Regions from separate parts of the Pan troglodytes genome. Here region 2 is linked to region 1. The links are chromatin contacts, called in public Hi-C maps. All regions are on one chromosome and are shown on one strand. The core of a region is the stretch at or near the end of the contact, and the rest is flanking DNA. Distances in the headings are between cores, read along the strand shown. Region 1 overlaps ITGB4 (integrin subunit beta 4). Region 2 holds the start of TSEN54 (tRNA splicing endonuclease subunit 54).

Region 1 (6,019 bases), core at 157-2,656:
CGTGGACGCCCAGAGCGGGGAGGACTACGACAGCTTCCTCATGTACAGCGATGACGTTCTACGCTCTCCATCGGGCAGCCAGAGGCCCAGCGTCTCCGATGACACTGGTGAGTGGAGACCTGGGACCCACAAGAGGACAGTGGGGGTCTTGGGTACAGAGTGAGTCCACTGGGTCCAGAGAGGGCAAAGGGGCCAGCACCTAGAGGACATGGAGGTTAAGGCAGCCTTGGACAAATGCAATGGAGTGCACATCTGTGCACGGGGCACAGGAACCAGTGCCTGGGGGACAGACACACACAGCCTTGTGCAAGCGCACATGAGTTCATGCCCACGGGACCACGAAGAAACACAGCTTCACAAGTTGAAGGTTCACCAGCTGTGCCATGCACACAGGACACTCAGGCCACCCCCCAGGGGCAGGCCTGGCCCAGGAGCCCTGGGCAGCCACCAGGCGGCCACCTGGCAGGGGTAGGGGAGCCAAGGAGACAAGAACACCCCCAACAGCTCTGTCCTTCCTCCTTGATTCCCAGCACAAAGTGCTGCGGAGCCCTTAGCTGGGCCTCCTGAGTGCTCAGTGTCAGCTGTGGCTCCACCTGTGGGACATCAGATGAATCACTCATCCTTTCCATGCCTCACTTTTCTGCTCTGTATAATGGGATACCAATCACACAGTACCATGAGTGGAAAAACCTCTGGGGCACATATATCATTTGTATTTTCTTCTGTCCCTGCCGATGCCTCAAGCTGCCCCCGGTGAACACATACTGGCCCCCACGGGGCTCAGCTTGGGCTTAAGGAGCCATTTTGAGGGGTTCAGGTGGAGCGCAGCTGGTGTGACTCTGGAACCCCAGCTCAGCTGCTTCTAACACTACCTGCGAAGCGCTCGGTGGCTTGCGGAACGGTCCCTGGGAGGCAGGCAGGGGCAAGATTCCTCTCTCCATTGTACAAACGGGAAACTGAGTCTTGGAGAGGTTAAGTAAAGCAAGGGAGACCTCACAGCTGGTGACAGAGCCCAGACTTCCCCCAGGTCTCCTGGCGGGTCCGGGGGGTCTCTCCTCCCCAGCTGTGCCGAGGCTGCACTCGCTCATCTGGAAAGGCTTCAGCCGCGCAAGGGTTTCACCTGCCGCGGCCTTCCCGCTCCGGCCGTGCGCATCTACCCCCGCCCCCAACACACACCCCGGGATCCCGGGAGCTGGAGACGGGCTCCCCTCGCAGAGCCTACGGCCTTCCCCCGCCTGGCCCTGCTCGGCCCGGCGCCCCCCGGCGGTGCCAACGCGGCCCTTCGTTGTTCCCAAGGCTGCGGCTGGAAGTTCGAGCCCCTGCTGGGGGAGGAGCTGGACCTGCGGCGCGTCACGTGGCGGCTGCCCCCGGAGCTCATCCCGCGCCTGTCGGCCAGCAGCGGGCGCTCCTCCGACGCCGAGGCGCCCCACGGGCCCCCGGACGACGGCGGCGCGGGCGGGAAGGGCGGCAGCCTGCCCCGCAGTGCGACACCCGGGCCCCCCGGAGGTGACAGGCTCACCCGCCGCCCCCCGATCCGCGCCCACCCAGCCTCACTCGCGCCTGGGGGCCTGGGGTGGGCGTCTGCGCTGCCTCGGGGGCCCCAGTTTCAGCCAGGCCCGGGCCTTGGCGGCTGGGAGCACAGCTGCTTAGAGGCAGGGCCCAGTGCCAGGGGACGCGTGAGGCAGGCGCTTGGGCCCTTATGGTGCCTGCCTGGCCAGGGGGTGCAAATTCAGAAGTGTGCCCAGGAAGCGGACCCTGGCACCCAAGTAGACCCCTCAGGGGCCTCAAAGGACAGGAGGGAAGGCTTGGGGATCTCCCCAGGGCAGGGCTGACTGCAGGGGCAGCAAGCCCCCGCCACTGCCAGGGTCAGCAGTGCTCACACCGATATAGTGGCCGGCCAGAGGATATGGGCTGTGGAAGCCTGGGTGGCCCTTGGGTTCCTGCAGGGACAGAGGGCCTCTGTCCCTAGTGGTTTGAGGGAAACTGGTTGTATTTAAGCAAAAGCCACCCAGAGGGTGGGTGACCAGGAATGTGCAGGGCCCAGCCTGCCCCACGGGGCCCGGGTCTGGGGCAGGCCTGACCAAGGGACCCTGCTCTCCCCCTGCAGAGCACCTGGTGAATGGCCGGATGGACTTTGCCTTCCCGGGCAGCACCAACTCCCTGCACAGGATGACCACGACCAGTGCTGCTGCCTATGGCACCCACCTGAGCCCACACGTGCCCCACCGCATGCTAAGCACATCCTCCACCCTCACACGGGACTACAACTCACTGACCCGCTCGGAACACTCACACTCGACCACACTGCCCAGGGACTACTCCACCCTCACCTCCGTCTCCTCCCACGGTGAGTGACCTCAGCCAACCCTGCCTCTCCCACTAACCCTTCCTCTCTTCCAGCTCCTGGAGCCTCGGGCTTCTGTCTGCTGTCCCCACCGCCCATTCTCCAACATACACACATGCATGCACACACGTGCACACACATGCATGCACACATACACACATGCATGCACACTCCCTGCTCCTCTCACTCTTGTTTTGTCCTGCCCTAGGCCTCCCTCCCATCTGGGAACACGGGAGGAGCAGGCTTCCGCTGTCCTGGGCCCTGGGGTCCCGGAGTCGGGCTCAGATGAAAGGGTTCCCCGCTTCCAGGGGCCCACGAGACTCTATAATCCTGGCTGGGAGGCCAGCAGCGCCCTCCTGGGGCCCAGGTAGTACAGGGGTGGCCATCCTGTCTCCACAGCTGTCCTGCTCCATCTGTCATCCAGCCACCATAGCAGCCGCCAGCTGTGCCCACTGCTTCCCCTCCATTCCATCCACAGGACACCCGCCTGCCCACAGGCGCTAACCACCTGCCCTACCATCAGTGCTGACGCCTAACTCTGCCTCTGCCCTTCCAGGGGGCGGGGCTGGGGCTGGGGCAGGAGAGGGGCCAGGCCAGCTGAGCAGTTGAGGGGGTGGGGCTGGCAGACTCATGGGGCTCACCCTCTCTTGGCACAAGCAGGGCCCACACCCTGCTGGAGGATATGCGGTAGGTGCTGGGCAGCCTGGACAGTGTATTGCAGGGTGAGTGAGTTGTCCAGCCAGCGGTCAGTGTAGACATGCCAGCTGAGGGAGGGAGGTCAGGGGGCAGCACTGTGACTCCCACTGAGACCCTAGCCCCTGCATCTCTGGCTGACTGCAGCCTCCTGTCCCCAGACTTTCGCCTGACTGCTGGTGTGCCCGACACGCCCACCCGCCTGGTGTTCTCTGCCCTGGGGCCCACATCTCTCAGAGTGAGCTGGCAGGAGCCGCGGTGCGAGCGGCCGCTGCAGGGCTACAGCGTGGAGTACCAGCTGCTGAATGGCGGTGAGGCATGGTGGCTGCCAGGCTGCGGGGTGCAGCCCTGCAAGGCCTGGCCCCAGTGTGACACATAGGGTACCTCAGCTGTGTCAGGAACCCACCCAAGTCCCTTGAGCGCTAAAGCCCCCATCCAGCCTGAGAGGGTCTCCCACCCCATTCTCCACCCCACTTCTTTGCCTCCCCTCTTCTGAGGTCTCACCCACCTCCCTGGGCCTCTCTGCTGGTCATTCTCTGCTAGGTTTTGCCTAACAAGGCCCCTTTGGGCTGGGATCCTAGGGCCTCTGCTGGCCTGAGATGCCTTTGGGGAAACAAGGAAGTGGCACTTCCCTGGGCAGGCACATTCAAAGCAGCATGACCAGGATGCAGGATGTTGCCTAAACATGAGTGGGATTACAGGCTCCACTCTTGTATAGTACACAATCTGAACAACCAGCCATACCATACTGTACCCAACCTGTACCCAAACCACAGCTAGTCCTGGGTGGGTGATAACCAGGTCTCAATGGCAGCTTAGGGACGAGGGGGATCAGGCCAGGGGTGGGAGTAACACTGCACTACTGTCTGCCCCCACCTGACCCCCCCAGGCGAGCTGCATCGGCTCAACATCCCCAACCCTGCCCAGACCTCGGTGGTGGTGGAAGACCTCCTGCCCAACCACTCCTACGTGTTCCGCGTGCGGGCCCAGAGCCAGGAAGGCTGGGGCCGAGAGCGTGAGGGTGTCATCACCATCGAATCCCAGGTGCACCCGCAGAGCCCACTGTGTCCCCTGCCAGGTGAGTTGCCTCCCCCAGCCCCACAGCTGCCCCCATCATGCCCACCACCCACCCACACGCTGATGCTCTTCCTCTACTGCCCCCAGGCTCCGCCTTCACTTTGAGCACTCCCAGTGCCCCAGGCCCGCTGGTGTTCACTGCCCTGAGCCCAGACTCGCTGCAGCTGAGCTGGGAGCGGCCACGGAGGCCCAATGGGGATATCGTCGGCTACCTGGTGACCTGTGAGATGGCCCAAGGAGGAGGTGCTGCCCACCCCGGGGGCAGGAGTGGCCAGGGGAGGGGTAGAGAGGGGGCCGCAGAGGCTGAAGGCATCTTCCCTGCTCAGGGCCAGCCACCACATTCCGGGTGGATGGAGACAGCCCCGAGAGCCGGCTGACCGTGCCGGGCCTCAGCGAGAACGTGCCCTACAAGTTCAAGGTGCAGGCCAGGACCACTGAGGGCTTCGGGCCAGAGCGCGAGGGCATCATCACCATAGAGTCCCAGGATGGAGGTAGGCACCTGTCCTTTTCTTCACCCCCACCCCTCCTCGGGCCGTGCCTTCTTCTGGCACCACCCTCTGACTGGCCTATCTGCCCACCCCAGGACCCTTCCCGCAGCTGGGCAGCCATGCCGGGCTCTTCCAGCACCCGCTGCAAAGCGAGTACAGCAGCATCACCACCACCCACACCAGCGCCACCGAGCCCTTCCTAGTGGGTGAGCACTGAGGGCTAGGGGATCCCGGCTCTCCCGGGACAGGGAGCTAGCAGAGGGAGAAGGGCAGACCCCAAGCCAGGTCATCTAATGCCTCCTCCTCCACAGATGGGCTGACCCTGGGGGCCCAGCACCTGGAGGCAGGCGGCTCCCTCACCCGGCATGTGACCCAGGAGTTTGTGAGCCGGACACTGACCACCAGCGGAACCCTCAGCACCCAGGTGGACCAACAGTTCTTCCAAACCTGACCGCACTCTGCCCCACCCCCGCCATGTCCCACTAGGCGTCCTCCCGACTCCTCTCCCGGAGCCTCCTCAGCTACTCCATCCTTGCACCCCTGGGGGCCCAGCCCACCCGCATGCACAGAGCAGGGGCTAGGTGTCTCCTGGGAGGCATGAAGGGGGCAAGGTCCCTCCTCTGTGGGCCCAAACCTATTTGTAACCAAAGAGCTGGGAGCAGCACAAGGACCCAGCCTTTGTTCTGCACTTAATAAATGGTTTTGCTACTGCTAGGCCCTGCCTTACCCGTTCTTCTGGGGCCTGAGAGGTGCTCCCCTAGGGTAGGGGAGCGGTTCTGACATCCCCCATTCTCTGACACCCAAGCATACACCCACCTCTAGAGGAGGCAGGTACCACATTGGAGGCACAAGTTTATTGAGCACCCGGATATGGAAGATGGCACCGGGCACAGAGCCGTGGGACTGGCCTGCAGGCCCCGCACCCTCACCGTGTGCTGTCCTGGGGGCACCTCACAAGCACAGCACCTTGGCTCCATCGGCTGCTTGAGAGAGGTAGAAGGTGGCAGTCCCGCCGTAGTGCTCCTGTAAGAGGCGGGCTGGGGGTGAGTGGCAGGGCCCCGGGAAGCTGCCGCTCCTGCCCGCCCAGGCCCTGGTGCCCGCCCACCTGGATGTGCCGCATGGCGTGGGGAGCAGCGGAGGCCTCCAGCAGTGTCACCGTGCAGCCACCGAAGCCACCGCCCGTCATGCGGCTGCCATAAACCCCAGGCACAGCAAGCGCAGCCTCCACCAGCTGGTCCAGCTCCGGGCAGCTCACCTCATAGTCGTCTCTGCAGAGAGGATATCGAAGGAGTGGGCCTGGGGCCGGCCTGTGCCCGGCAGGAGCGGGGCACCCAGAGGGCCTCACCTGAGTGAGCGGTGGCTCTCCACCATGAGGCGGCCAAAGGCTCTGTAGTCGCCACGTCTCAGGGCGGCCGCT
Region 2 (5,374 bases), core at 1,789-4,288, 240 kb before region 1:
TAAAAGCTATCTCGTGGCCTGGTGCGGTGGCTCATGCCTGCAATCCTAGCACTTTGGGAGGCTGAAGCGGGTGGATCACCTGAGGTCAGGAGTTCGAGACCAGCCTGACCTAGATGGTGAAACCCCGTCTCTAGTAAAAATTAGCCAGGCGTTGTGTCAGGCACCTGTAATCCCAGCTACTCGGGAGGCTGAGGCAGAAGAATAGCTTGAACCCGGGAGGCAGAGGCTGCAGTGCGCTGAGATCATGCCACTGCACTCCAAGCCGGGTGAGAAAGCAAGACTCCGTCTCAAAAAAAATAAACAGCTATCTTATAGATATCTTCTTAAGACATGAACATAGAGATGCTCTGGTTGAAATGTGTGCGTTTGAGGTTGGGGGTAGGGATGAAGTTCTATCTATTCAGTCTTCTCTAACCCACTGTCAGAAATCTCATGGCTCCAAAGAACACATCAGAAAGACCATCTGCTAGAAGGCAACTCCACGAAGACAGGAATTTGGGTCTGTTTTGTTCACTACTATGGTCCAGTGCTTAGAACAGAGCCTGAGCCAGGCACAGTGACTCACGCCTGTAATCCTAGTACTAGGAGGCCTAGGTGGGTGGATCACTTGAGGTCTGGAGTTCGAGACCAGTCTGGTCAACATGGTGAAACCCCCATCTCTACCAAAAATATAAAAAAAAATTAGCCGGGCATGGTGGCACACACCTGTAATCCCAGCTACTAGGGAGGCTGAGGCAGGAGAATGGCTTGAACCCAGAAGGCGGAGGTTCCGGTGAGCCGAGATCCTGCCACTGTACTCCAGCCTGTGTGACAAGCTATAGGCACTCAATAACAATGTGAATGAATGTACTTCAACCCTCTAATTTTGCAGGCCAGGAAACTGCAGCCCAGAGAGGTTAAGTGACTTGCCTAAGGACACACAGCAAGGGGGACCCAACTTTCTCTCTGGCTCTCTCACACAGAGGCACTTCTTACTGAGAACAAGACAGTCCACCCTCCTCAAATATGCAGATCACAGTGACCCACCCCCACCCACTAAGCCTCTGTGAACTGAGTGCTTGGCCTCAGCGGGATGCTCGTCCCACCCGGTACTCACTTGTCTTTGTGGCCTTGACCTTCGCCACCAGTTTCTGCACACCAGTCACATCTCCATTCTTGACGGCGAGGATCAGGTCCTGTTCACGACCCATACTGGCTCCTGGGCTGAGCTCTACACTCAGGAGTCCAGGGCAAAGGCAGGCAACGGGTCCAAGCTGGGGCGTCAGGGCGCCATGCCACAGCCCCTTGGAGGGCTCCCGGTTCCGCGGGAGCAAGTCTGGTGTCCCAGGCAGTGGGCTCCTCGTCAGGTACTGAGGGATACTCCCAAAGGTGCTCCGTGAACTGCCACCACACGAAGGAAAGCTAATCTTTGAGGGGGTGAAGACTACGTGGAAATCTGGATGGATATCAGCCTGTGGCTTCCGACAGCTCCAGGATGGGCTGGGACTGGGCACACCAATCTTCCCGGCTTGGCTGCGGAACACCAGTGCCCACCCAGAGAGCAGCCAGCATTCCCTTGGGCCTCAGGCAGCAGCGGTGCAGTGGTCTCAGGGCTCTGGAAAAAGCACAGGGCCTCTGTCGAATGCTGGGCCACAGCCTGCAAGGGTCCCAGAAGTGGAGTGCAGAGGATGAGCAGGACAAGACCTCCAGGGAGCCCCCAAGCCACCCTGGCTCCCCTCGGAGTCGATGGTGATGCTGAGCCACTGAAAGTGGGGAGGAAGCTGCTATGCATGAGAGGAGTATTGGTGGGGGGGAGGTGGCATTCTGGGAGGGGGAGGCTGAGTCACTGGGGCCCCAGGGCACCTGGCAGTACCTCAACCTTGGGCAGGAGGGGCCCTGGCAGCATGACATACTGGGGCAGGCCAGGCCAGCAGCCTGTTCTCCACAGCCCGAGGCTCCGACACCCACAGACAACTGGCGGGCCAGGAGGTGGGGCCGGGAGGGTCAGGCACAGGCAGGCGGGCAGGGGTCACTCCCTGTCAAAGGCACCAGCCCCCAGATTCCTCCCTACGGAGGCTTCAAGGCTTCGCTTTAATGGCTGGATGCCCTAGTCCTAGGACTCTTTGTGAACGGAGGGCATGAAGTGCTTCTGGCCCCCCATTTCTGGGGGCTCTGCCTGCTAGAGAGGGAAGCTGCACAGCACCTGTTGCTGACCCGTCCTCGCCCCTTGTGTCGGGTGGAGGAGCAGCTGGGCAGAGAACAGAGACAGAGCTGGGGCACTGCTGACAAACGGGGCTCCCAAGCCCACCAAGCCTCAACCTGAAGCCCAGACCCTGGACTCCACCGCAGAGAGGCTTACGTCAGTTTCTCGGTGGCAGCGAATTTACTGCCAGAGTCTTGTGGCATGAGATCCGCGCAGGCCTGGGGCCCTGGCCGGGAACCCCTCACTCCCCAAACGTCCCAAGCCCAACCCAGGGGCACTCCCACGCGGAGCCCGCGGCCGACACGGGCGGAGGGCGCCCTTGGCAGTGCGTGGGGTCGGGCTGGCTCCCCCGCCCCCCGGAATGTCCCTCCAGCGCCTCGCAACCCCCCAGCCCAGCCCAGCCCAGGCCCACCGGGGAACAAAGCGGCGGGAGAAGCCGGGCGGGCCAAGCGCCCGAGGTATAAACGCGGAGGATGGAAAAGGGGCGCGAGGAGGACTGAAGGAGCGGGGAGATGAAGGTGCCCGCCGACACGGCAAGAAAAGTTAGTTTGCGCCCGCCCCCAGGGGCGCTGACCCCCAGCGCGGGCCCCGCAGCCTCACCTCTCCCGGCCGCCCGCCGGGGTCCGGCTGGCCCTGCTCGGTCCCTGGCACTCAGGACGGTGGCTCCCACTCCCCCCTGCCCCCCTTTCTCCTTCTCCTTTTCCAAGGCCGGCTCGGCGCCTCCCGCAGGAAATCCCGCCCCTCCCCCCTCCCTCCCGCCGGATCGGGAACGGAGGGACCGTCCCGGCCGCGCAGTCAGGCTGTCAGTCAGCACCGGCGGCTCCGCCCCCATCCGCGCCAGATCCCGCCCCAACTCGTGCCCCCCCGGACCGGGGGCGCTGACCGGATCAGCGCATGCGCCCAGGTGAAACGGAGGGGCGGGGGGCGCGGGGGCAGAGGTGACCTGGGGCTCTGGACTTAGACCCAAGGGCTAGACACCCCGGGTCTGGTGGGAGAGAAGACGTAATGTGAAGGGGGTTGGCAACCAAGACGCGGGACCCCACTTGCAGTATCCCCCGCCTGCGGCCGGCGTCGCCCACCCGCAGCCGCCGGCCGGGCAATGGCACCACCTAGCGGACGGCACCAGAGCGGCCCGCGGGGGCGGTGCGGGGACCCCAGCCTCGAGGAGGCGCTCGTGCCGGGCGGAGGTGGCGCTTCAGCACCGTCGTGGGCCGGACAGCGCCTCCCGCCCCCGGCCCTCGAAACCTGGCTTCGGAGCCCAGCCGTAGGGACCGGACGGAAGACACCGAAGGAACGGCGAACCTCCCCGGACCGCTCCTGACAGTTCCCGGGTGGCCTTCGGCCTGCAAAGTCGGAATTTGCACACCTTCCGCTCGTCCTTCCCTGAGCCCTTCTGCCCTCCTTGCCCAGCCCGGGCGGTGGGGACTAAGCAGCGCGGGGCTGCAGAGGGGCGGTCACAAGTGTGACCATTCGCACTGCACTCCAGCCGCTGGCTCCTCAGGCTTTACTGGAGAGAAGCCCCGAGGAGGGCTAGGGGCAAAAGAGGGGCCTTCTGCATCTCCAGCAACCTGCGGGCTGAGCTCCCAGACCCGGCGTCGGGGTGCGCTTCCGGGCGGGCGCTAGGACCGGGGACAATCAGGAGGGCGCAGAGCGGGCTGGGGCGGTGCAGGGGGCGGGGCTGCCGCGGCGTTGCAGGGGGCGGGGCTGCCGCGGCGTTGCGGACGGCGGGCACTAGGGCAGCGCGGAGCTCCGGCGGTGGGCGGGGCGGGGCGGGGCGGCGCGCGCAGCGGCAGGCGGCGGCGGGATGGAGCCCGAGCCCGAGCCCGCGGCCGTGGAGGTTCCCGCGGGGCGCGTGCTCAGGTGCGGCGCGGCCCGGCCGGAGTGGGTGTCGGGGGCGCGGGGCCAGCGCGGGTAGGGAAACCGGCGCCCGGGACCCGGCCAGGCGGCCCCCGATGCGCGGCGCTGACCCCGCGTCCCCTTCTCCCCCAGCGCCCAGGAGCTCTTCGCCGCCCGCTCGCGGTCGCAGAAGCTGCCCCAGCGCTCGCATGGCCCCAAGGACTTTCTGCCCGACGGCTCGGCAGCTCAGGCCGAGCGGCTGCGCCGGTGCCGGGAAGAGCTCTGGCAGCTGCTGGCAGAGCAGCGCGTGGAGCGCCTGTGAGAGGGGCGGGCCCAGGGGTAAGGGAAGCGGGGGCGAGGCGGGCCGCGGGGCCTCCGGAATGGACTGACGCAGACCCCTCCCCACTCCTCGCCAGGGGCAGCTTGGTGGCTGCCGAGTGGAGGCCAGAAGAGGGCTTCGTGGAGTTGAAGTCTCCTGCGGTGAGCGGCGGGCTCGGGGACCGGGGACCGCCCTCCCTGCCCTCCTTCCCTTGTGACACTTGCTCTGGGCCCCACACAGGGCAAATTCTGGCAGACCATGGGCTTCTCAGAGCAGGGCCGGCAGCGGCTTCACCCGGAAGAGGCCTTGTATCTTCTGGAGTGTGTAAGTGGGGCCCGGGAGGTGGGGAAGGAGTTGGGACCAAAGAACGGGAAGGACACGTTTTATCGGAGAAAAAGCACACACAACCCGGTCTTTAGAGAACTGATAACCGAACTTCTAAAGCAGGAGGTGGTACGTTGCAGGGAGCAGGGATTCCAGTCCACATTAGTGATGCTGCCCCACTTTCCTGGTTGGCCACATTCTTGATGCGCTGCTGAGAGGGGGAGGGGGAGGTATCAGAGCTGGGAAGTTGCCCCATTCCTCTGTGGCACTGTAGTGAGGGCTCATAAGCTGAGCTGTTGGCCCCACTTCCAGGGCTCCATCCACCTCTTCCACCAAGACCTGCCACTGTCTATCCAGGAAGCTTACCAGCTGCTGTTGACCGACCACACTGTGACCTTCCTGCAGTACCAGGTATCTGCCACCACCCCGCCTCCGGGAGCCACCCATCCACTGAATCAATGAGTATTGACAAGTACCCATAAGGTGCCAGGCACAGTGTCACATGCTGGGGCTGCAGGGCAGACGAGGGCTATGCTGTCACGAGGCTTACATTGTGGTGGTGGCCTGTTGGCTTCACATAGACCCCAGTGCTGGCAGAAGATAAGGTGGGGGAAGAGAATCCAAAGAGACTGGGCTGTTCATTCAGGCGAGAGAAGCTAGGGGCTTGTCGCAGGTTGGGGGTGGGTAGGGTTGCAGTGAGTGAAAAATAGATG

What was found. Hi-C and Micro-C count contacts between places; a contact is called where the count stands out from the background.
Region 2: a Hi-C map of stem cell-derived neural progenitor cells shows a contact between it and region 1, with 5 times the contacts expected there. The contact joins the promoter of TSEN54 here to the enhancer-like site in region 1. A contact is called at or near these places in 1 of 7 Hi-C or Micro-C datasets (stem cell-derived neural progenitor cells), 1 of 1 datasets of contacts at active chromatin or transcription factors (stem cell-derived excitatory neurons) and 1 of 1 other capture datasets (stem cell-derived neural stem cells).

Annotation. Positions count from the first base shown.
Region 1 is chr19:88,753,090-88,759,108 of NHGRI_mPanTro3-v2.0_pri, forward strand. ITGB4 (integrin subunit beta 4) reads left to right here. Exons shown (of 41, transcript XM_016930890.4): 32 at 1-107; 33 at 1,297-1,506; 34 at 2,108-2,347; 35 at 2,553-2,711; 36 at 3,199-3,348; 37 at 3,927-4,115; 38 at 4,202-4,357; 39 at 4,441-4,605; 40 at 4,698-4,808; 41 at 4,914-5,316. The coding sequence ends at 5,053. It overlaps GALK1 (galactokinase 1), which reads right to left. Exons shown (of 8, transcript XM_001138227.6): 6 at 5,948-6,019; 7 at 5,708-5,870; 8 at 5,438-5,625. The coding sequence ends at 5,554. Among named protein-coding and RNA genes, the nearest start is that of GALK1, 9.7 kb to the right of the region's middle. Within about 2 kb of position 1,407, at least 8 of the 24 cell types and tissues checked have an H3K27ac peak or open chromatin away from gene starts, as enhancers often do. A contact at or near this core is called in stem cell-derived neural progenitor cells, where this site is marked.
Region 2 is chr19:88,512,304-88,517,677 of NHGRI_mPanTro3-v2.0_pri, forward strand. It overlaps TSEN54 (tRNA splicing endonuclease subunit 54), which reads left to right and starts at 3,039. Exons shown (of 11, transcript XM_063799278.1): 1 at 3,039-3,782; 2 at 4,172-4,336; 3 at 4,435-4,498; 4 at 4,578-4,661; 5 at 4,974-5,072. The coding sequence starts at 4,596. CASKIN2 (CASK interacting protein 2) reads right to left here and starts at 3,003. Exons shown (of 20, transcript XM_016930874.3): 1 at 2,783-3,003; 2 at 1,097-1,594. The coding sequence starts at 1,190.